5 separate regions of the Mus musculus genome follow, and regions 1, 3, 4 and 5 are each linked to region 2. The links are chromatin contacts, called in public capture Hi-C and promoter capture Hi-C maps. All regions are on one chromosome and are shown on one strand. Each heading gives the region's core, a stretch centred on a gene start, on an enhancer-like site or on the middle of the called end of the contact. The rest is flanking DNA. Distances are from core to core; before and after follow the strand shown.

Evidence for each region. Promoter capture Hi-C pulls out the DNA fragments that hold promoters and counts their contacts. Capture Hi-C pulls out chosen DNA fragments and counts their contacts.
Region 1: a contact with region 2 is called in a promoter capture Hi-C map of second pharyngeal arch cranial neural crest, with 4 times the contacts expected there. The contact joins the promoter of Rictor here to the promoter of Egflam in region 2. A contact is called at or near these places in 7 of 39 promoter capture datasets (cranial neural crest, embryonic stem cells, frontonasal cranial neural crest and 3 more).
Region 3: a capture Hi-C map of embryonic stem cells shows a contact between it and region 2, with 4 times the contacts expected there. The contact joins the promoter of Fyb here to the promoter of Egflam in region 2. A contact is called at or near these places in 4 of 39 promoter capture datasets (the C10 cell line, embryonic stem cells and stem cell-derived epiblast-like cells) and 1 of 9 other capture datasets (embryonic stem cells).
Region 4: a contact with region 2 is called in a promoter capture Hi-C map of embryonic stem cells, with 32 read pairs. The contact joins the promoter of Osmr here to the promoter of Egflam in region 2. A contact is called at or near these places in 10 of 39 promoter capture datasets (the 3T3-L1 cell line, the C10 cell line, embryonic stem cells and 4 more), 1 of 484 Hi-C or Micro-C datasets (embryonic stem cells), 5 of 115 datasets of contacts at active chromatin or transcription factors (embryonic limb bud, embryonic stem cells, forebrain and 1 more) and 3 of 9 other capture datasets (adipose tissue, embryonic stem cells and pancreatic islet).
Region 5: a contact with region 2 is called in a promoter capture Hi-C map of second pharyngeal arch cranial neural crest, with 2.7 times the contacts expected there. The contact joins the promoter of Nup155 here to the promoter of Egflam in region 2. A contact is called at or near these places in 2 of 39 promoter capture datasets (frontonasal cranial neural crest and second pharyngeal arch cranial neural crest) and 1 of 115 datasets of contacts at active chromatin or transcription factors (bone marrow-derived macrophages).

What each region holds. Positions count from the first base shown.
Region 1 is chr15:6,706,684-6,710,283 of GRCm38.p6, reverse strand. It overlaps Rictor (RPTOR independent companion of MTOR, complex 2), which reads right to left and starts at 1,903. Exons shown (of 38, transcript NM_030168.3): 1 at 1,833-1,903; 2 at 1,604-1,651. The coding sequence starts at 1,881.
Region 2 is chr15:7,396,022-7,399,934 of GRCm38.p6, reverse strand. Egflam (EGF-like, fibronectin type III and laminin G domains) reads left to right here and starts at 1,545. Exons shown (of 22, transcript NM_178748.6): 1 at 1,545-1,947. The coding sequence starts at 1,851.
Region 3 is chr15:6,577,149-6,581,136 of GRCm38.p6, reverse strand. It overlaps Fyb (FYN binding protein), which reads right to left and starts at 1,290. Exons shown (of 18, transcript NM_011815.5): 1 at 91-1,290. The coding sequence starts at 1,189.
Region 4 is chr15:6,872,866-6,876,852 of GRCm38.p6, reverse strand. It overlaps Osmr (oncostatin M receptor), which reads left to right and starts at 2,540. Exons shown (of 18, transcript NM_011019.3): 1 at 2,540-2,652.
Region 5 is chr15:8,106,805-8,110,722 of GRCm38.p6, reverse strand. Nup155 (nucleoporin 155) reads right to left here and starts at 1,410. Exons shown (of 35, transcript NM_133227.3): 1 at 1,121-1,410. The coding sequence starts at 1,277.

The sequences.
Region 1 (3,600 bases), core at 654-3,153, 690 kb after region 2:
AATATATAAAGAAGATTAACAAAATCCCACATCTGAACAGGTTTATACTGTAGGTACTAGGCTCTAGTTAACCAAGAGGTATCTTCACACAGTTTCTCCGTTACCAATTAAATCAGTGGCGAACTACATGGTTAGAAAAGCACGATGCAAAATCTCAGGTCTGAATTATGATACTCAGAACCGCTGTCTGGAAAACCTACTTTGTATACATTTTTCAGGTATATATTAAGTTTACAAATTTGAAAAAAAAAAACAACTAAAGCTTGACCTTTTTTCTATAGTGTTTCTGAAAGCTGGTTAATGGTAAGAGTGTTCCAGATCACTGATGTAGTCGCCATCTCTAGGACTGACACACCACTGCACTGGATCTTTAAAGAGGTTCCCCTTTGAAAGGGCTCCTTTACTCAAAACAGCTTCCTAAACTATCAGAACCAAATGCTAAACAACAAACACGTGTTCATGAAACTAAATCAAAACTAGTCTTTCAGTCTACACAGAAGGATTCTTACAATACAAAAACCGAAACAGAACTGAATTACGCAGTCAATACAGAGATGGGTCCCCCAAATCCCACATCCACCAAATAACTTTATACGACGGTCACTACATACAGGGTGGGTGGGGGAACCAAATTCATGTCGTATATACAATGTTTACGACTGTTCTTGTCTTGTTTTAACGTCCTAAGGTGTTTCACGGATCTCAAAAAGTGATTCCGTAACAGCAGAACTAGTTAAGTTACACTCCACTCCAGCGCTGTGGAGTCGGACCGTCCGGAATCTGTAGACCCAACTCCTGTTTAAGGAGGCAGAGAACGGACTGATGCTTCGGCGAGATACTGGGAGATGAAACACCAGCCCGGGGGCCGGTGACCGAAGCAAGAAAATACCGATCGTTCGCCGGGTGCGGTTCTTAAAAACAAAACACACGCGGGGCTCGCCCTGCTGGGAAAGGTGTAAACAAACCCAGCTCTCCTCCACTGCAGCCACAAGGTACACAATGAAGCGGCGGCCGAGTGAGGGGGCGGGCGGTCTCCAGCCAACTACAGCCCCAGCGGGCCCGGGAGACGGGAAGCGAGCAGCAGGGAGCTGCGGCGTGAACCAGACACTTAGCAGTCATCACGGGCTCTCCGGGTTCTCAAAAAGCTGCGGGGACCCCCCCCACCCCACCCAAGAGGATCCCACGGGCAGGGAAGAGCAGTCCCGCAGTGAGCAAGAAGCCGGCAGGGTCCAGCATCTGCTCTTGGGGGGAACGGGGAGGGCAGGATGTGGTCGCTCTTCCCACAAACATCCTCCAGCAACCTAAATAACAACCTCTACCTTGCTCCCCCACCCACCCCGTCCAAGGCCGCCCCCGGGATCCGGAGGTGGGGGGACCCGGGAGCGGACGGAGGGGGGACACACACGCGACCGAGCCGGCCGGGGAGCTCCGCAGCCGCCCGAGGCCCCGGAGCGGGCTCAGCCCCCCGGGCAACCCGGGCCACCCGGGCGCGGGGCAGGGGGATGGGCGCGGGCTCGGCCCCTCGCTGCCCCGCGCGGCTCGCCTGCCAGCCCGCCCGCCCGGCTGCCCGCGCCTCCCCGGCGGCCGCGGCGGCCCGCGTTACCTCGGGTCAGATCGAGCGGGACGTTCTCCTCGCCGCTGTCATTCCGCCCTGTGCGAGACAAGACACACAACCCCAGTTAGAATCCATCGCAGGCCGGCGGCGCCCGACGCCCCGCTCGTCTTCCCCGTCCAACCTCACCCCACCCCATCCCCAGGCCCGGAGCAAAGCCGAGCGCCGCGACCCGTGACCCGCACCGGGTGAGGCGAGCGAGGGCGGCGAGCGGGCTTACCTCGTATTCGGAGGTTCTTCAGAGAGCGGCCGCGGCCGATCGCCGCCATATTGACGGGTTTCAGTCACAACACCGGAAACCTCGCCCGATCGCGCGAGAACCCCCTTCCCCTCCCCGCGCGCCGTTCCCGCCCCCTCCGCCCCCCTCCCGCGGCAGCGCCCCCGCCCCTCGGCACGGAGGCTCGCCCGCGGGCGCCGAGCAACGCGCCGCCGCCTGTGCCGACCCGCATTGGGCGGTGGGATGCGACCCCCGGCGGGGGGACACGGGCAGGGCGTCGGGGCGCAGGCGTGGTGGGAGGCGCAGTTCCCACGGGGGGGGGGGGCGCCCATTGATGTGGCCCGGGACTCTGGGCGCGCGCGCGGCGGAGGTCGGGATGCGGGCGGGCCACCTGCTGGCCCGCCCCGCCGCACTCCCCGCGTGGCTTTAAAGCCCGTTTCCTTACTCATCGGCTAAAATTGTTACCATTATTTTTATTATTATTATTAAAAGAGAGGGTGGGGTCCGGGAAAAAGGCGCGCGGCGCACAGTTAGGAATGTCGCTTTGATCCTTTTCCCAGAACCGCGGCGCCCCGAGTGAACACGTAACAAAGTTTGTTTTCCACCCACGCTCTGACCATTGAGCTAAGCGGCTTCGCGCTTGATCACAGGCAAAGCCGCTCGCCGCCGCCGCCGAGAGCTGGGCGGCAGGGCGGAGGTTTGCTTTCGGTCCGCCGGGCATCCGACGTGCAAGGAGTGCAGAAAGCGGGCGTGCAGGGCGCTCGCCCGAGCGCGGGACTCTTTCCCCGGCGCGCGCCAGCGCCTGGAGGCCCGGGACAGGGTTTCCTCTCCCGGAGCCCGGGGAGGAGGCTGGGCGCCTCGTCCTGGCTTTCTGTTACTCCTACATCACTGGCTGATGCCGATGTCGAGGATCGATGTTTTTAATGCGGACTAGTCACAAGGATTAGTTTACGGGTTTCTAGAAGCGGGTTAGTACGCACTCATTTGGCCCTTAACCCAGCAACTCTCTTAAGCTAGATTACTTTAATGAGAGGATATTTTGTCTCCTCCTATTCCTCACCTCTCTCTTCCAGACTTAAAAGTCCAAAGTGGAGATCTTGCCTTAACCACTTAGTTTTTAGTACAGACGTCAAAAACGAGTATCTGTTAGTGTAAACCTTCAGCTCCTTTTGTTCTAATAATGTTCTAAATAATAATAATGTTCTCACTAAAAAAAAAAAAAAAAAAGCAAACCAAAACCTCTCTAAAATCAAAAAGAAAAATAAAAAAATATTAGAAAGACTCTCCGTGTTAATAATAGTGAGCAATTGTAGACTTGAAAGCCCAAAGGTAGAAATTATGCAAATGTAATTTAAAATGACTTTGTTGATCCAGTATATTAACAGAGTGGTATTAAGTAAGCAATTACAGATTTCCTTTACTCATAAATGCTTGAAATACATATAAAATTCAAATGGTTCATTATAAAATACTTTTACAAGCATTATATAAGGAAAAAAATCCAAGATGTGTATCTGAATGTAAACTACTATTCCCCTTTCAATTGTGGGATCATGCCTGCATATTTTCTTCTTGCTTGGTCACCTACAACCAATAGTTGTGGTTGGACTTTTAACCAATAGTCGATCTATGACAGTTGTAGAAGCAACAAAAGTTTTTAAAAGAAAAATAAAGAAACACCAGGAAAATAAACTTGAATTGCTGCTCTCTTGGGGTACTACCCCATATCTCAGGATGAAGTCTGCATTCTGGCATCTGCTGCCCTGTTGCA
Region 2 (3,913 bases), core at 296-2,795:
ATGCCATGACAGGGAGACATTTTTAAGTGAGAAAGTGAAAAACAATGAGGGACGATTCTGCATTAGGGCACTGGCTTCCTTCAGTACACGCCAAGACCTTCAGTGTCAAAAGTCAGTATTTATAGGAGCTGTCTGATCCAGAACGGGGGTGGCATGCCGTGCCAAGGCAACTCAAAGTAGATTCCTGTGTGTCATGGGGGCAGCAAGGATGACCTTTAGTGGCCTCAGTGATCCTATGGGTCTAATGTAGTGTAACAGAGCATATCTCTGCAGAGTCACCTTGCCTGGTTTCCCTACGTGTTTTCACCTCATAAATGTAGTGCCGTCTGGACGTTCCTGCACTAGTTTGGTTTAAGAAACTCCAGTGGCCCTGGACTCAGACTTCAGCTACTCAAGTTGTAGAGGACTTTGAATTTATTTATGGAACAATTACACACCTGAAAATACCAACGTGTAAGGAACTATATTCCAACCTTGCTAACAGGACTAGGTTCATGGGTGGGGGTGGGGGTAGGGGAAAGATCCAGGGTAGAAATCACAGGACAACACTCAGCTCTCCTAATGGAAGATTAACAAGGGGCCAGGAAGCTGCTCTGCCAGGTGGGGCGTGGCGATCACCCTCAGACGTTTGCCAGTGACCACAGTTTCTATCTGCGGGGCACTTCCTAGGGCCTTTGATCTTTTCCAGGATTCTGGCGAGGGCTCGTTTTCCTTTTAGATTATTTATTGTATCTGTTTTCACGAAGGCTTGGGGTCAGAAAGCCAGTTTGCTCGGGAGCTCACACCCTTTGGGGCAGTACTGTAAACTCCAGCCAGCTGCACAGATCTCTTGGGAAGGGAGGGGGTCTTTCCTCAGCTAGGGAGCTAAATGCTGGCTCCCGCATTGCCCCTACTCCCCAGTCCCGGCCTGGCCGCAAGCGCTCCCTTTATAGAGGACCTTCTCAGCCCCAAAGAAGTTAGACTTTGCCACAATAACCTGGACTTTTTTCTCTTTTTCGGGGGAGGGGGGGTGTCTAAAGTTGCCACCCACCACCAGAAGGGGACCTGGCCCCCAGGCACCAGTCCCTAATCTTCATTTGGCCTTTGCCTCTGAGTGGCCTAGCCTCAGCTCTCCATCTGTGCGCCTTAAATCCCATTTATCTTCTTAGCACCCAAGACTTGGCCAGCCCCGCCCTCCTCCTCCCTGCTTGAAAATTACAGCCCCTCCCTTGCGCTTCTTCCAAGAGTGCTCTACAGAGTAGAGAAACCTTTGAGGTATTAGGAAAAGTGGTTTAAACTGGGAGCAAGCCACCTAGAGGGGTATGGGGGAAGAAAGGTCCAGCCAGCGAAACCGAAGCACCAAACCAAAAGTTAAGGGTTAGGATCCAGCCGAGGACCCTGGGCCCGCAGTCTGAGTCAAGGAACACCGGGCGAGTGTCGAAGTCGGTCCCACCCCGGCCCCCAATCTAGGTCACCCGCGGGGAAGGGCTGAGCTGGGGGCTGTCGGCGCCGGAGGTGGGCGCGGAGTGAATTGATTCAGACCCTGCCCCTCGTTCTTCCACTAGATTGTAATTCCATCTCCTGCGGGTCGAGCCGCCCTCCCTCCGGCGGCCAGTGCGTCCCTCCCCTCGGCTCTCAGCGTCCACTCCCCAGCCCCGAAAAGCCTTGCCGCTGCGAGCCCGCTCCGCTCAAGCACGCCAGCTTCCCAACTGCTGCCTTGCCTCCTCGGACTCCCGAGTGGCTCCTGGTTCAGCTCCCTGGGTCTCCCACCTTCTCATCCTCGCGTCACTGGCGTTCCCCGCGTCCCCCAGGAGACGCCCTTTCCCTGCGCGCCCGGGACTTGGGGAAACTTTGCAGACGCCGTTGGTGAGATGGATTTAATCTCAACCTTCTCGCTCCATTTCTTGCTCCTGGCCTGCAGCCTCCCACCCGGCGCTGTGTCACTCCGAACGGCTCTGCGAAAATCAGGTAAAGCACTCAGTGCGCCCGGAGCCGGGGTGCCCGGAGCACCCCGGTCCCGGCCTTTGGTGGGGTTCGCAGAGCAGGCAGCCGCTCTCTGCTCACCAGCGTGGGCTCAGCCTGCCTAGCCTCTGCGCAGAGCTCAGCCGAGGCACGAGCCTCGCCCTCCCCCAGCCCAGGCAGTCCCAAGGATATTGTTTGTTAAAAGAAACGATTTGTTTTCCAGAGCTAGGAGGTGGTGGGTTCTGTGTGGAACCACGGACTGCGAAAAGTTGGGGGTTGGGGGGGTGGGCGGGCAGCTATAGCTCTGTCTCGGTTACACAGGACTGAGAGAGCGCAGAGGACTTTCAACAGCTCCTCCTGCTTCTTTGAACATCTTATTGGACTCATACTGCCTAGAGCCCAGCCATTTCCTGTTGAGTGTCTGAAGGTTTGCTGGGAGCCCCCTTTCCTGGCTCTGGTCCTGTCTAAGCACTGGGTACGGACCTGCACTTTCTCTGTTGTTGGGATTCTCTTGCAGCCCCGGGCTGTTTGTGCAGAAAGCAGCCCACAGTGGGTTAACCTGATCTCTTTTAGAACTCCTGTCTTAGCACTGCTGTCCAAACAAAGATATATATGCACTGTAGGCTAGCTAGTACAAAGGATCAGAGAGAAGGCAACACCACAAAAACTCACATTTCTTCTAGGTAAAAAGTATGTTTTTATCAACATTGATTTGGCTGTGTCATGAGGGAAAGTGGAACAGTTTAAATAATAAAGTTCCTAGCGTTGCTTCTGGGTAACGATTTTTATTCTTTGTTGGCCCGGACCATATTTAGAATTGTGAAAAAAAAATCTGCTTTTTCTTAGCTTACTTTACAAGTGGGGTTGTCTTATGGGATTAATTATGTCTTCTGAACAATGGAAAACAATCTAATTATTTTAATTCAGCCTGCAAAACTCACAGAAAGTGGAGTCTGCCCTCCCAAATGTTTCTACAAGAAAGTGGAGTCTGCCCTCCCAAATGTTTCTACAAGAAGGAAGCAAACCAGGAAAATTTATCAGAGTGCAAAGAAAATAATCTTGGCAGGTTCCCATCTGCATGTTCAAATATGTCTTACTGCTCCAGGATCAGTCTGGAGTTTGGGGCGGTTGCCTTCGATCCTAGGAGATATCTCAGTCTTCAGGCTCTGTCTGTGATCATCTGTGTCCCCTTACCTGATTTAACACTGAGGACCGTTCTCAGCTTCCACAACACATTCAGATTCAGAACGAATCTGTCAGCACACTGTCCAGTTCACTGGGGAGACAACGGCAGCCACCCAAGGTAGAATCATATTAAACTGTCTTCTTGCATCTTCATACACCTTCCAGAATCTCAATCATAGGAGCCTTTGAACTTTCTTGCTCAAGAAAACCATACTATGGTCGCTGGCCCTCTGTAGGTTTCTGCACACGAAACCATCTAACCACGTTTGAATAGCACATGCATACGTCTGTGGCTCTTAGCCTGTGTGACATATGCAGGGTTCTTTGAGGGTAGACTTCAATCCATTGAAGCAGGATGTAAAACCTGCTGTATATAATTGCATACATGTTTTCCCCCATTTGCCTCTTCATTTTGTATTGTTTTTGGTCCTTCCTCTTTAAAAACATTTCTGCCTGGTCCACTCAGCATCTTGTTCAGATATTCACATCAACAATAGCTCCTGTTGCTTTCTTTGCCTTTACTTGAAGTATTGGGATGGGTGGTTGGGAGCAGTGATTTTGAAAACTTGCTTTTAGATGTTTTTGGCCTCATCAAAGTAGAAGGACTATTTAGACCATCTTTAGCCTAAGAAAGGCTTTTTATTTTTTTTAAAGTTACTTCATAATTTTATCCAGACAATGGATTTTAGGTTGGAAAGCTGTTTGGATGAATATGACAGCTACTTCATAAACTTCAGGGCAAATTTTCCTTGTGGGCTCATTTACATCCCATGGAAAGACTAGTTTT
Region 3 (3,988 bases), core at 41-2,540, 820 kb after region 2:
AATCATTCCTTGCTCTAAAGTTTCCCCCAGGAGCTGAAACACTCAGTTGTGTGAGCAAACCACAGCTACCAGCAATGAGAAACAACTCACTGTTTGCAGAGTCAGCCTTTCGGAATCTGGTCAGGTCAACGTTGGGTGGTCTGTTGGGCTTGGGTGGAGGCGGGCCCAAGACGGACAGGGGTGGCAGGGCCTTCTGCTTCGGGGTTGCAGAATTCTTGTCTCCTTCTTTCTCCTGACTTTGGCCCCACGGTGTCCCCGCTGTCAGCTTGGAAGGGGCCTTAGGGAATCTGGCCGGCTCTTCTTGATTCAGTTTGTTCAGAAAGATGTTCTTTGCAAGGTCTGTTTTCCTATCTTCTTTTTTTTCTTCAAAGTTTTTGGAGAGACCCGGGCTCCCTCTGCTCGCAGCAGGTTTCAGAACCACTCCAGGAAAGGGTGAACTTGGTGCTCCATGGTCTTTATCCTCTGGGTCTTCCTTAGGTGGTTTGAAAGGGGCGCCCTTGGACTTGGCGCCCAACTGCACTGGGGATCCTTTCTGGACAGGCACGTTCTTAGAAGTGTTCTCTTCCTGGGAGTCCTCTGTGCTTAGGGATGGCTTCTGGCCAAAGGTGTGTCTGGGAAATCGGGGTTTGGAGTCAGTATCTTGTGCCGCTGGCATGAACTTGCTCTTAGCTCCAGCTACCTTTGAGAATCCTGGCTTCAGTTCGTTTTCTGGGACTGGGGGAGCGGGCCCTGGCTTCGGTCCTGGCGTCTTTAAGTCAGACTCTTGGTTCAAATTGTGAAGTTTATTCCCAGGTGGCCGTAAAACCACAGGTTTGGAATCTTCTTTGGTCAAGCTGGTGGGTTTGGGGCTTACAGGTTTCAGGAACCCCACTTTGACCTCAGGGTCTCTAGAAACTGAGTTTGGCTGTGTTCCAAATCTTGGGCTCCCTCCAGTAGGTTTTAAAAACGGGGGTTTAGGTTCCTTCTCAGGCTTCTCCTCGTAGGTAGGTTTCGCTGCCAAGGGTGGTTTTGTGGTCCCAAATTTAGGCATGCTGCTGGGTCCTGCGGGCGGGCTGGCATTTCCTTGGTTGTCAAATAAATTCTTTCTTGATTGTATTCCAGAAGGCGAGCTTTGTCCTGCAACTTTGAAGGGCCTGCTGCTGGTGGCGGCCTCCTCTGTCGGGTTACTCCCCGTGTTGAACTTCGCCATGAGGGATTTTACATCTGTTTTTCCATCCTACAAGCACAGGGAACAAAAACCAGCTGAGAGTCAGAAATCTCACTTGCAATTTAAAATACTGTACCTTCAAGGGTTTCCTGATCTGAGGCAAGAGTGCTGGGGTGCCGGCAAGCTGCTGATTGGTTGACCAGATATTGTAACATTTAAGTTCCTCTATGGCAAAACAAGTTGTGAATGTTTCTCGCGAAGGAAAGGCTAGGGCTGTGTTTAAACTTCTGTTGTTGGTCGTACAGGGACACAATCATTTATCTTAAAAAACGTTTCTCTTCTCTTTCCTGGTCTGCCTCGCTATCTTGTTGGAGATATCTGATTCTGTATTTGTTTACATTTTTTGCTTCACTGAAAAACATACAGCGGTGGCTACCAAATGGATTTTCCCACTTTTTACAACTGAGACTCATGTGGAAACTGGACTTCAAAACGAAAGTAGGCACTGTAAACTCAGGCTACATGCTTTTTTTTTTAACCCAGCAAAGCAATGCTTAGCATCAGTGTGCTGGCCCGTGCTTCCCTGTTCCTGTTGCGTTTAAAGTGCGTTTGCTGTCGGGGAGGTGTTACAGAACAGCCCAGCCCTTCTAAAACGAAAGAAGGTTTCCTTATTATTTGCAAATCCAGAGTGCTGTTGTGTGGCTGTATGCAGACTAACGGGACATGAGCTAAACCCACGGGACAGCATGGGCTGAACAACAGGCCAGCAGAAGGAATTGCCTCGTTTCCAGATCTTTCTCTTCAATAATGACTTTTACCAGTCCTCTGAGAGGTCCTGCCTCACCTGCCTTCCTCATAAGAATTAGGAAATTATGCAGTAAAGGTATCAGATAGTCACCCTTTTTTTTTTTTTTGTTGTTGTTAATATAGTCCCGTTTAACCTGGGAGAATTAATGGTGTCTTTACCCTTTCTTTCAAAAACAAGGAGTTTGAGCTGGAGATGAGGCTCAGCTGAGAGACAGAGAGAGAGAGAGGGAGAGAGAGAGAGAGAGAGAGAGAGAGAGAGAGAGAGAGAGAGAGAGAGAGAGAGAGAAAACCTACTTAGCATCTAACATCACTAAACCCTGTCTCATGTGCTCAGCATTCAATAAATCAGGTTGGTGGCGTACTCTGTAATGCAGGAGGTAGAGACAGGAAGATCAGAAGTTTATGAAGGTTAAGGTCATTCTTGGCTACACAGCAGGTTTGAGACAAGCCTAGGCTATGTGAGATCATGCCCGCCCCCCACACTCCCCCCCCCCAAAAGGATAAAAAAACAGGAAAAACTTCCAGGGCTCTAAAGCTTGATGAGAAATATGAAATGGTAGACAGAAGATATAGCTGGGTGATGGAGCAGGAGCTCAGCATGGGTAAGGTCCTGGGTTTGCTCCTTAGTGTACACACACACACACACACACACACACACACACACACGCACACACACACGTGCACGTAAGCGTGTGCACACACACACATGAGTACACGCATACACCCCCCCCCCCAAAGTTTTCTTTCTGTTTAGAAGGAAGTTTGTTTCTGAGAAAGAATTTCTGATTATCCCTTCCCCTCTACTAGTATTGTTCATATTCTTTATGTATAGCTTCTTTTAGGTTTATAAAACAAGGTGAAATAGCAAAGTGATTAAGAATGTCAGCTCGGGAGCCAGGTAGCAGGGGATATTAATGCGTTTTCTTATCTTCTCACTGCAAACAACGTCTAGGCGCTGCTCTTAGGCAGGCACGTGTATAAAGCAGTAGAGGACATTGGCACATCCGAGGGCTTCCTGTTTTTGTATAAAGAAGACACTTAGTGATCGTCTGCTCTCCCTCCTCATTGCACTGCTGGGGAACAAGGTCATTCATTCCCCGCTGTGGCAGCTTCAAGTCTAGCACATCCCAGGGGGAAAACCTTGAAATGTCTCTGGCCACGGTCAAGCACTGTGCCACATTTAGTTCCAAAAATATAGAAGTTGTACATTAAGGATGGAAGCTTTAGTCTTGGCTGCTAATCCAGATCCAGGAGAGCCTGCAAGTGTCGGAGCTAAAGGCACGGGCCTTGGAGTTATTGACTGAGGCTCAAGCCTTGACTTTGCCGTGTAGCATAGCATCTAGCAAGTGATCGACTTTTCCCAGTCTGCTTCCTTCATCTCTGAGATCAGAGCTGGAATTCCATTTCTCACTGGAGTTTTGTTTGTTTTGATAAAGACTAATAAACAGGTCAATACAAGTAGTTAGGTGTTTAGCTAAAGCACTTGCTTAGCAAGCACAAGGCCTTGGCTTTGGTCCTCAGCTTCAGACACACAATAGCAAACAAAAAGATCAAGGGTCGAATGTCACACATATGCAGTGATTTTTTTCTGCCATAGTAATGATTTCTAATTCATTCATAATATATCATTGTCTTTTCCAGACAGATCAAAAACTTGAAATTACTTACTGTCCCTGTGAACAAACACACTCGCAAATGACACATAGATAATGATGCTTAAGTTTGATTCACCCGTACTCTTGAGAGTTTTCACTGGGAAGGAAGGAGCAACAAGTTCCTTTGTGAGGAACACACACACACACACACACACACACACATGCATACACATAGATACACATAGATACACACACACATGTGTGCATATACACACACACAAATACCTTGCACACAGATCTACCTTTCCACCTTCTGTTTCCACTTAAAAATTGGGAGCCCCCCACCCCCAAAGCCCAAAATCAAATCAAACCAAAACTCAAACAACCTGGAAGCCCGTGCTTCTGGACTTTGCTTTCTTCTGGCAACCTTGTGGGTTGT
Region 4 (3,987 bases), core at 1,291-3,790, 520 kb after region 2:
TTGGCATGCAACCTGTGAGAGAGTATCCTAGGCTGACCCAGCAGCACAAATGTGACAGCATTTAACCTCAGAAGCCTGTCCTCCCACATCTCTGGAGGCCAGGAGAGTGAGGCCAAGCAGTTATTGGCGTAAGCTCCTTCTCAGCGGCTCACAGGACAAACTCTTACCTGCCTCTCTCCCAGCTTCTGCTGGGTGTCAGCAGTCCTTGCCCTGTGTGAGATAAAATAGGTTCAGAGTCTGTCTTCACAGGCGTACAGTGTTCATTCATCCTGGCGGTTCATGCCCAGATGCACATCTCCTTATAAACACGGCCATCCCTGTGTTAGCCCACGGGGACCTCTTCTTCATTCAATTAACCCCGAGAGACCACTGTTTCCAATTATGGTCCCTCCCATGCTGGCCTTTGGTGAGAATTGGGGAGGATTGCACTCATGTGTCCACAGCCACTCGGATGTTGAATAAAGGAACACATATAAGAAGTTAGAATGGGACAAAAGTAAATGAATTAATGAACTAAATGAAGTCACTACTTTTTTTTTTTTTGGACAAGCTATCATGTAGACCAGGCTGACCTGGAGCCTACAGAGATCTGTCTGTCTCTCAAGTATTGGGATTAAAAGCATGCCCTGCAGGGGAATGACATTTGAAATATAAATAAAGAAAATATCCCATAAAAGAAAAAAAAATAAAAGCATGCCCCGCTACTACATTTTGACATAGTCTTTTCCAACAATACTATTAATAGGAGTCTAAATTAAGTGGATATTCATCCAAAGAACTCAACCAGAGAAGTTCTTGTACATCCATGTTTATTCCAGCACTGTTCATGGTGGCTGAGCTAGAGAGCCAACACAGACGCTCAACAGTCAAACTTTTTTCCTGACACATAGAAAAAAATCATATTACTTATAGGACAATGAATGAAATGAAGATAATATCACTAAGCAAATTAAGCCAATATCAGGGAGAAAAATATCACCAGGTTTTTTTCCCCTTATTTGCGGTTCCTAGATTTCATATAGATACATAAGGTTATGCAATCAGGTATGACACTGAAGTGGAATTAGAACTGGCTTGGGGGACACTGGTGGACAGAGAAAGCGGGGGAGATCCGCGGGAGAATACATTCTATATACATGCACGGAAACCAAGAGAATTCGCTCTGCATACATGCATGGAAACCAAAGGCCGTATTAACCCGATGCAGGAAACACCTTGCTCAACTGACACACCCGCACACCATTTTCACAGATAAATAGAATCAAAAAGCCTTTTTAATGGGTGAGAACTTGGCTCCACACTGCTCCCGCGGCTGTTCGCACGGCCACACTAATGGGCTCATTTAAAATAAGTAATAATGGCTATGGCAAAGGAGCACACATTATTTACTAGACACGATGTGCCTTTTTCTAATTCTCTTCAAATATTTGCTGTGTGCTCCAGTCTTTCAGGCACCATTAGGTATTAGGTATTTAGAGGAGTACTATCTTTAATAATAATAATAATAATAATAATAATAATAATAATAATAAAAGATCCTTCCCTGAATTGTCATTAGGGAGGAAGAAAAAGCATACACAGACACGAAAGTAAGGCGTTGTAACTAATATTTCTGACATTGTTTTGAGGTGTCCCAATACCCCAGTTACTTATTCTAAGACTGATTTGTGGATCCGCAAGTTCTGATCTATAGCCATTTCCCTCAGTCTCCTTCCATTTGTGACTTGTAGGTAGTTTCCAAATGTGAACTGAACTATAGCTTGGAGCAAGGTATAGTGTGCAAGTGGGCGGTTCTCCAGGCTTCTTGGCCTGGCGACTGGTGGGAACTTGTTGCCACACCTCCTGTGGCGATAGTTTTGTGCCAGTTCCCAAAGACGACGTGGCTGTGGACATTTTACCATGCAGCCATAAAGAGAGGTCAAAAATGTCTTTCAAGTGCCCGGTTAGTAAAGATCTGATGGCGTTCTAAGGAGAGAAAGGAACTTGGATCTTCGTGGACAAAGAATTCAGGTCTGTAGCTGAAGGAGGCGTGGCCACACAGGGCGTTTCCAGGTCCTGTAGAGGAAGCACAGTTCATAGATCTCTGTTCTAACACGTCTGTCTTGCTCTGAACGCCGAAAGTCAACTCGATCACAAGTTTGATCCAACAGTTTGACATTTCAGGTAATTTTCAGACGGAGCGCTGGGGTTGGATCTCCCAAGCAACACAATTGGCTCTGTGCAGGACACCTGGCACGGGGCACTGGGTCGCAGCTCGTCCCCTCTCCCTCCAGGAACAACGATGCTCAAGGACCAGCTTTTCCTCCCAGGCCTCTCCCACTTCCCTTCTCACCGGTGCTGCCCGCCCGGTCCCGGGAACCGCGCCCGTCGCAGGGTCCCGATCGTTCCCCCCTACATCCCCTTGGGACCAGGAGCAAATTCCTGTGGGTCCCAGGAGTGCCAAAAGTGCTCAGCGAGACGGGAAATTGCAACAGTACTTGGCCCCTCGGCCCTCCCCCGGCGCTTTCCCGTAACTCCCGCCCCTGGACACTTGCCCCGTAGTTGATTCATAGCTGGGGCGCGGGGCCGCCTCCACACGCCTGGACAGACGTCCGCGCCCGTTCCCCTGTGAGGCCGAGGACCGGCAAGGCTCCGGAGCAGGTCGCCAGGCGGGTGAGTACGGGACCCGTGTGCCCGCGCTGCCGCCTCCATCCACTTTCCGACGGGCGAGCCGAGAGCTTTGCTGCCCCGCGCCTCTGCCCTGTCCTGCGTTAGTTTTTGCCTCCCGAGACTGCACTCTCAGGAGCCGCAAGAGGTTGTGCCAGAAAAGTGCCACCTAATTGGTGGGCAACTCTAAAAGACTAGATACTCTCAGCGTGCACGTCGCTGGGACACCAGTCCAGGCCTGCTTTGAGGTTCACCGTCCCCTGGCCTCTCACTCAAGCAGCTGGGGAAACACTTGCTGAGTTAGAACTCCCATTTGGGCCAATTTGGTTTCTCTCACAATACCCCGTGGGAGTGGGAGTTGATGGTTTCCCCCAGCCTCTTGCTTTCCAGTCCTTAACTCCCACCCGTCCCTGTCATTTCTCCGGGACTAGGTGCTTCCCTCTCCACTCAGAGAAGAGCACCCCACAGCCTTGGGGGCAGAGCTTCTATGCGGGTGGGGAGAGCAGGTACCACCTCTCGAGCTGCTTGAACGGAAGTGTCACCACTAACAGGCAAGGATGCGCATAGGGGTCAGTGTCTCTGAGAGTAGGCACCAGTGAGATGCTGAAACGGGAGCGTGAATACAGGTTCCCTGTAACAGTTCTTGACGGGCCGCTTGTTCACACACTCTTCATCTTCCCTGCCTGCCTTGTGAGTGACCAAGGGCACAGATATAGGGATTACTTTCAGACGGACAGATGCTACCTGCCTGCAGGACATGGTGAAAGCGCTTTGCGATCAAGCTGTTTTTCAGCTCAGGACTCGTGGACGTGAGGATGGATGTAAGCAAAGCAGACAGAATTGAAAGTGGAAGCTAGGTGCAGACCAAAGGCATTCTGCTTTTGAGAGGTGGTGGTGGTGGTGGATGTCGGGGGAGACCGTGTGTGTGTGTGTGTGTGTGTGTGTGTGTGTCTGTGTGTCTGTGTGTCTGTGTGTCTGTGTGTCTGTGTGTCTGTGTGTCTGTGTGTGTGTGTCTGTGTCTCTCTGTGTGTGTGTCTCTGTGTGTGTGTCTCTGTGTGTGTGTCTCTGTGTGTGTGTGTGTGTGTGTGTCTGTGTCTCTCTGTGTGTGTGTGTGTGTGTCTGTGTGTGTGTGTCTCTGTGTGTGTGTGTGTGTGTGTCTGTGTCTCTCTGTGTGTGTGTGTGTGTGTCTGTGTGTGTGTGTCTCTGTGTGTGTGTGTGTGTGTGTGTCTGTCTGTGTGTGTGTGTCTGTGTGTCTGTCTGTGTTTGTGTGTGTGTGTCTGTCTGTGTGTGTGTGTGTCTGTCTGTCTGTGTGTGTGTCTCTGTGTGTGTGTGTGTGTGTCT
Region 5 (3,918 bases), core at 161-2,660, 710 kb before region 2:
TATGAAGACAATAGCAGCTAATAGGTCAAGCAAGTTTTTATAAAATTTTGGACCCTGCTCCAAAAAAGGCAAGCTCATTTGCTAATACTTGTCAAGTACAAAGACTATCTTTGCTTCTGGTATTTTTCTTTTCAGTTTTCCACGACAGGGTTTTTCAACGACCCCACCCCCCCCCAGGGTTTCTCTGTATAGCCCTGGCTGTCCTCGAACTCAGAAATCCGTCTCCCTCTGCCTCCCAAGTGCTGGGATTAAAGGTTTTTCTGTGTAGCTTTGGCAGCTGTGGAGCACCCTCTATAGACCAGCCTAGCCTGGAACCCACAGAGATCCGCCTGCCTCAGCCTCCCAAATGCTGAGATTAAAGGAATGGACAACCACTATCTGGCTGCTGTCAGTATTTCTGGTTAAAAAAATAAAAATCTCTTAATAGATTTTTACAAGTCATTGCTCATGTGCTTTGGGCTACTTTTGATTGATTATTCTGTTTAAGTTACTCCCACCCATTTTTTTTTCTCACCAAGTCTCACCTGCATGTTACATTTCTGTTTTTCTCCAACTTTCATTTCACAAGAAACATTTTGTAGCAACTAATGCAACTCCACAAACCTTTAGCTGGTAACAAGTTTTAAAAGTTAAGGCAAATTCTTCCAAATTATCTCCTCTGTTGGCAGATAAACTTAGTTCTGCTCTCCCTGTCAGTTAGCCTTCTGACCCCTATATTTCTTTCCTAGTTAGTCCCGGCACTCACAAATATACTAACTCTACACGTATGACATGACTCTGAGAGAACGCGGCAGATTTCCAAATTAACTCGCTTGCTTTTCTGAGCGAGCATTATCGAAGCAAAAAATGCACAGAAATGGAATCTGGATCAGAGGATTCTTCTCATTTGGACTTAATGAGTTTGCTCTTACCTCCTCGAGTATCTACAGTAAATAAAGTGTAGACAAGAAGAAATAAGCAATAAAAGCTAAAAGTCGGTTGCTGTTTGTCGTGTTTTCAAGAAACCAAGCCCTAATCTCTGAATGTTCACGAGGGCACCAACGTACAGAGAAGAAGACAGGGGAATCGGACTAGAATCCTATGGTGGGGAAACAGAGCGTCCAGTGGACCGATCACTCACTTGGGGCCGACACCATGAGCAGCTCAGAAAGGTCCGGGTACATGCGGTCTTCTTGCAACTGTCGATCGATAAGCCTCCCCGCGTTTTCCAAAGCTTCCTGCAGGGAGGCGGCGGCCGACGTAGAGGCCACCATCATAGAGCCCAGCACCGATGGCATGTCGGCAATCGTGGCCACCGCCTTATAGAAACACTCCAAACCCGTGGAGAACCGTGAGAAAAACGAAGAGAGCCCAAAACCGCTCCTCGGAACGCGCGCGGAAAACGAATAACTGGGCGCCAGGTCATGACGCACTTCCGGTTCGTCCTCCCCGGCACTGGAAGACGCCGCTTCTGGGACGGGAAGAGGAAGCAGTTGAGTGTCGGACATTGGCGAAGGCGTGAGGGAGGAGACTAGAGTTGAATTTGGAGATGGCCTAGGGAAGGGAGGAGGAGAAGGGAAGAGGATACGGGAGAGGGGAGGGGACTGGGGGCGGGGCGGGGGGGAGAGGGAAGAGGAACTTCGGGTGCTGGAGTGGGGTTGATGTCCCCTTGCGGTCGCCTGTGCGGTGGTGACATCGCGCGTGCTGATTCTTTGCTTTGAGCCCCACCCCCAGTTTGGAATGTGGCGACGGCTGAAGAGTGGCACACATCCATTACCGTGGTTCCCTGATAACTTCTAACAGTAGTTAGAAATTGATCGCTAGTTCCAGAAAGTTTACCTGTGAGCCAGAAACTCACAGCGTTTCAAATAATGGGGGTGAATTAAGAATTCATTGGATTGCTGGGCGGTGGTGGTGCACGCCTTTAATCCCAGCACTTGGGAGGCAGAGGCAGGCGGATTTCTGAGTTCGAGGCCAGCCTGGTCTACAGAGTGAGTTCCAGGACAGACAGGGCTACACAGAGAAACACTGTCTCAACCACCACCCCCCCCCCCGGCCCCCAAGAAAGAATTTATTGAATTTTCCCATGTGCGTGTCTGGGTCATTGGCTTTGTGGCTTTGCGAAATTTTTTGGTTGGAGGTCAGCGTTGGACGGTGTCTCATGCCTGTTAATACGCGTCCTATGGTTTCGGCAAAAGGATTACTGTGTCATTTGGTGAGTTCCAGATAGCGTGCTACGGAATGTGTTCCTAACTCAAAACAAACAGAGGCGGGAAGGGAGATACTGTGTGATGGGTCCTGCCAGCGGATTTAGGAAGTGGAGGCAGGAGGATAAGTTCATCCTCGGCTGTGTGGCAAGTTTGTAGTAAACTTGAGAGTCTGTCTCAAGAAAAAGAAGAAAAAAGTGTTTGTTCTTGCTGTATACCTTTCTCCCTTGTTGCCTTGGGAGAACACTCATCTGATCCATCTGTTCTCATCTCAGAGCACAAGGATATTAAATAATGGATGCATTCAACAGATGGTCTGATTCTAGGAAACCGAGTATGTACTGTGTCAGGAATCGTGCCTGCTGTTGGGAATACCAAATTACTACACTTTTACAGAGACAAAGTAAATGCCTCTCAAGGTCCAGGCATAGAGGCAGGCACCTGTAGTTGGAAGCCAGACTGGGCTATGTACTGAGACCTTTCGAAGAATCAGCCTGCCTCCATCTTACGTTTAAAAGACAGCTTACAATAAAAAACAAACTAGGTTCATGCCTGTTTATAATCAAACCTCTGTTTCTCAGGGATTAGCCTATGCCCCGCTCCCCACAGCCTTAACTACAAATGGTTCTGTACCAAGTGTTCCAGGAATGGCAATCATGTCTTTGTTTCAAAAAGTCGTTTATAATCATCTTGCAACCCTACTTTGATTCAAAAGGTTACATGGCCAGGAGCTGATGGTGCATGCTTTTAATCGCAGCACTTAGCAGGCAGACGTAGGCCGAATGTGAGTTCAATGCCAGCCCCCGTCTACAAAGCAAGTTCCAGGACAGTCAGAGCTGTCATGCAGAGAAACCCTGTCTCGAAAAACCCAAACAAAGAAACAAGAATGTTCTATGCCTACCTTGTTATAACCGCCTTGTCATGCCCATCTTGCAACCATGTCTTTGTCTCTGTTCCTCTCCTATAACCCAACCTGCTCTGTCCATCCAATCCCCCGTTTGTGAACCCCCTACTGTTGCAGGATATTTGATCACACCATGAACCCTGATATTGTGTTATTTACTGGGAAAGCCTGGTTTTAGTTGTGGTATGGGTCAGCCTAAACATATACTTTTAATTCAACAGCTTTCTGCTTGAATAATGTAAACAGGGTTAAATAAAATCAACCATAGGTCAGGAGGCAGAACAAGCGGCCAGTTGACAGGAAGTGACCATAGGATTATTAAGAAAAAAGTCTTGAGAGTAAGAGGGAGTCAGGAGGACAGAGACACATAGGGAGTAGAAGGGAGGAGCATTTAGTTGTCTGGAGGTTCTTTTGAGTGGGAGTGGGAGAAAGAGGGGCATTGCTTCTGGAGTATCAGCTGAGGAAGATGGTCAACTGGGTGCTTTCTCTGGGTCTCTGAACTAGCAGGCTGTCCCCCCAGCATCTGGCTCCCAAGTCTTCATTGATAAAATCAAACGGCTGAGATTTTGTTAAAAAACAAAAACAAAAAACCCAACAGCTTACCCCTAAACTATAAAAAGCCTTGTCTTCCTTACATCCAAAGCTGACCTGTCCTGAGGGGTAGGCAGCCAGTGTACATGAATAAAATAGCTTGCTTTAATTAATTGCTTGCTTTAATTAATTTGGCCATGGTGATCTTTGTCCTTTCATCTTTGGGATCAACACTTTTTCATAAACAGAAAATGAAAAGTACTATAATAATGGGGCTGGTTGTAGATTTTCTAATGG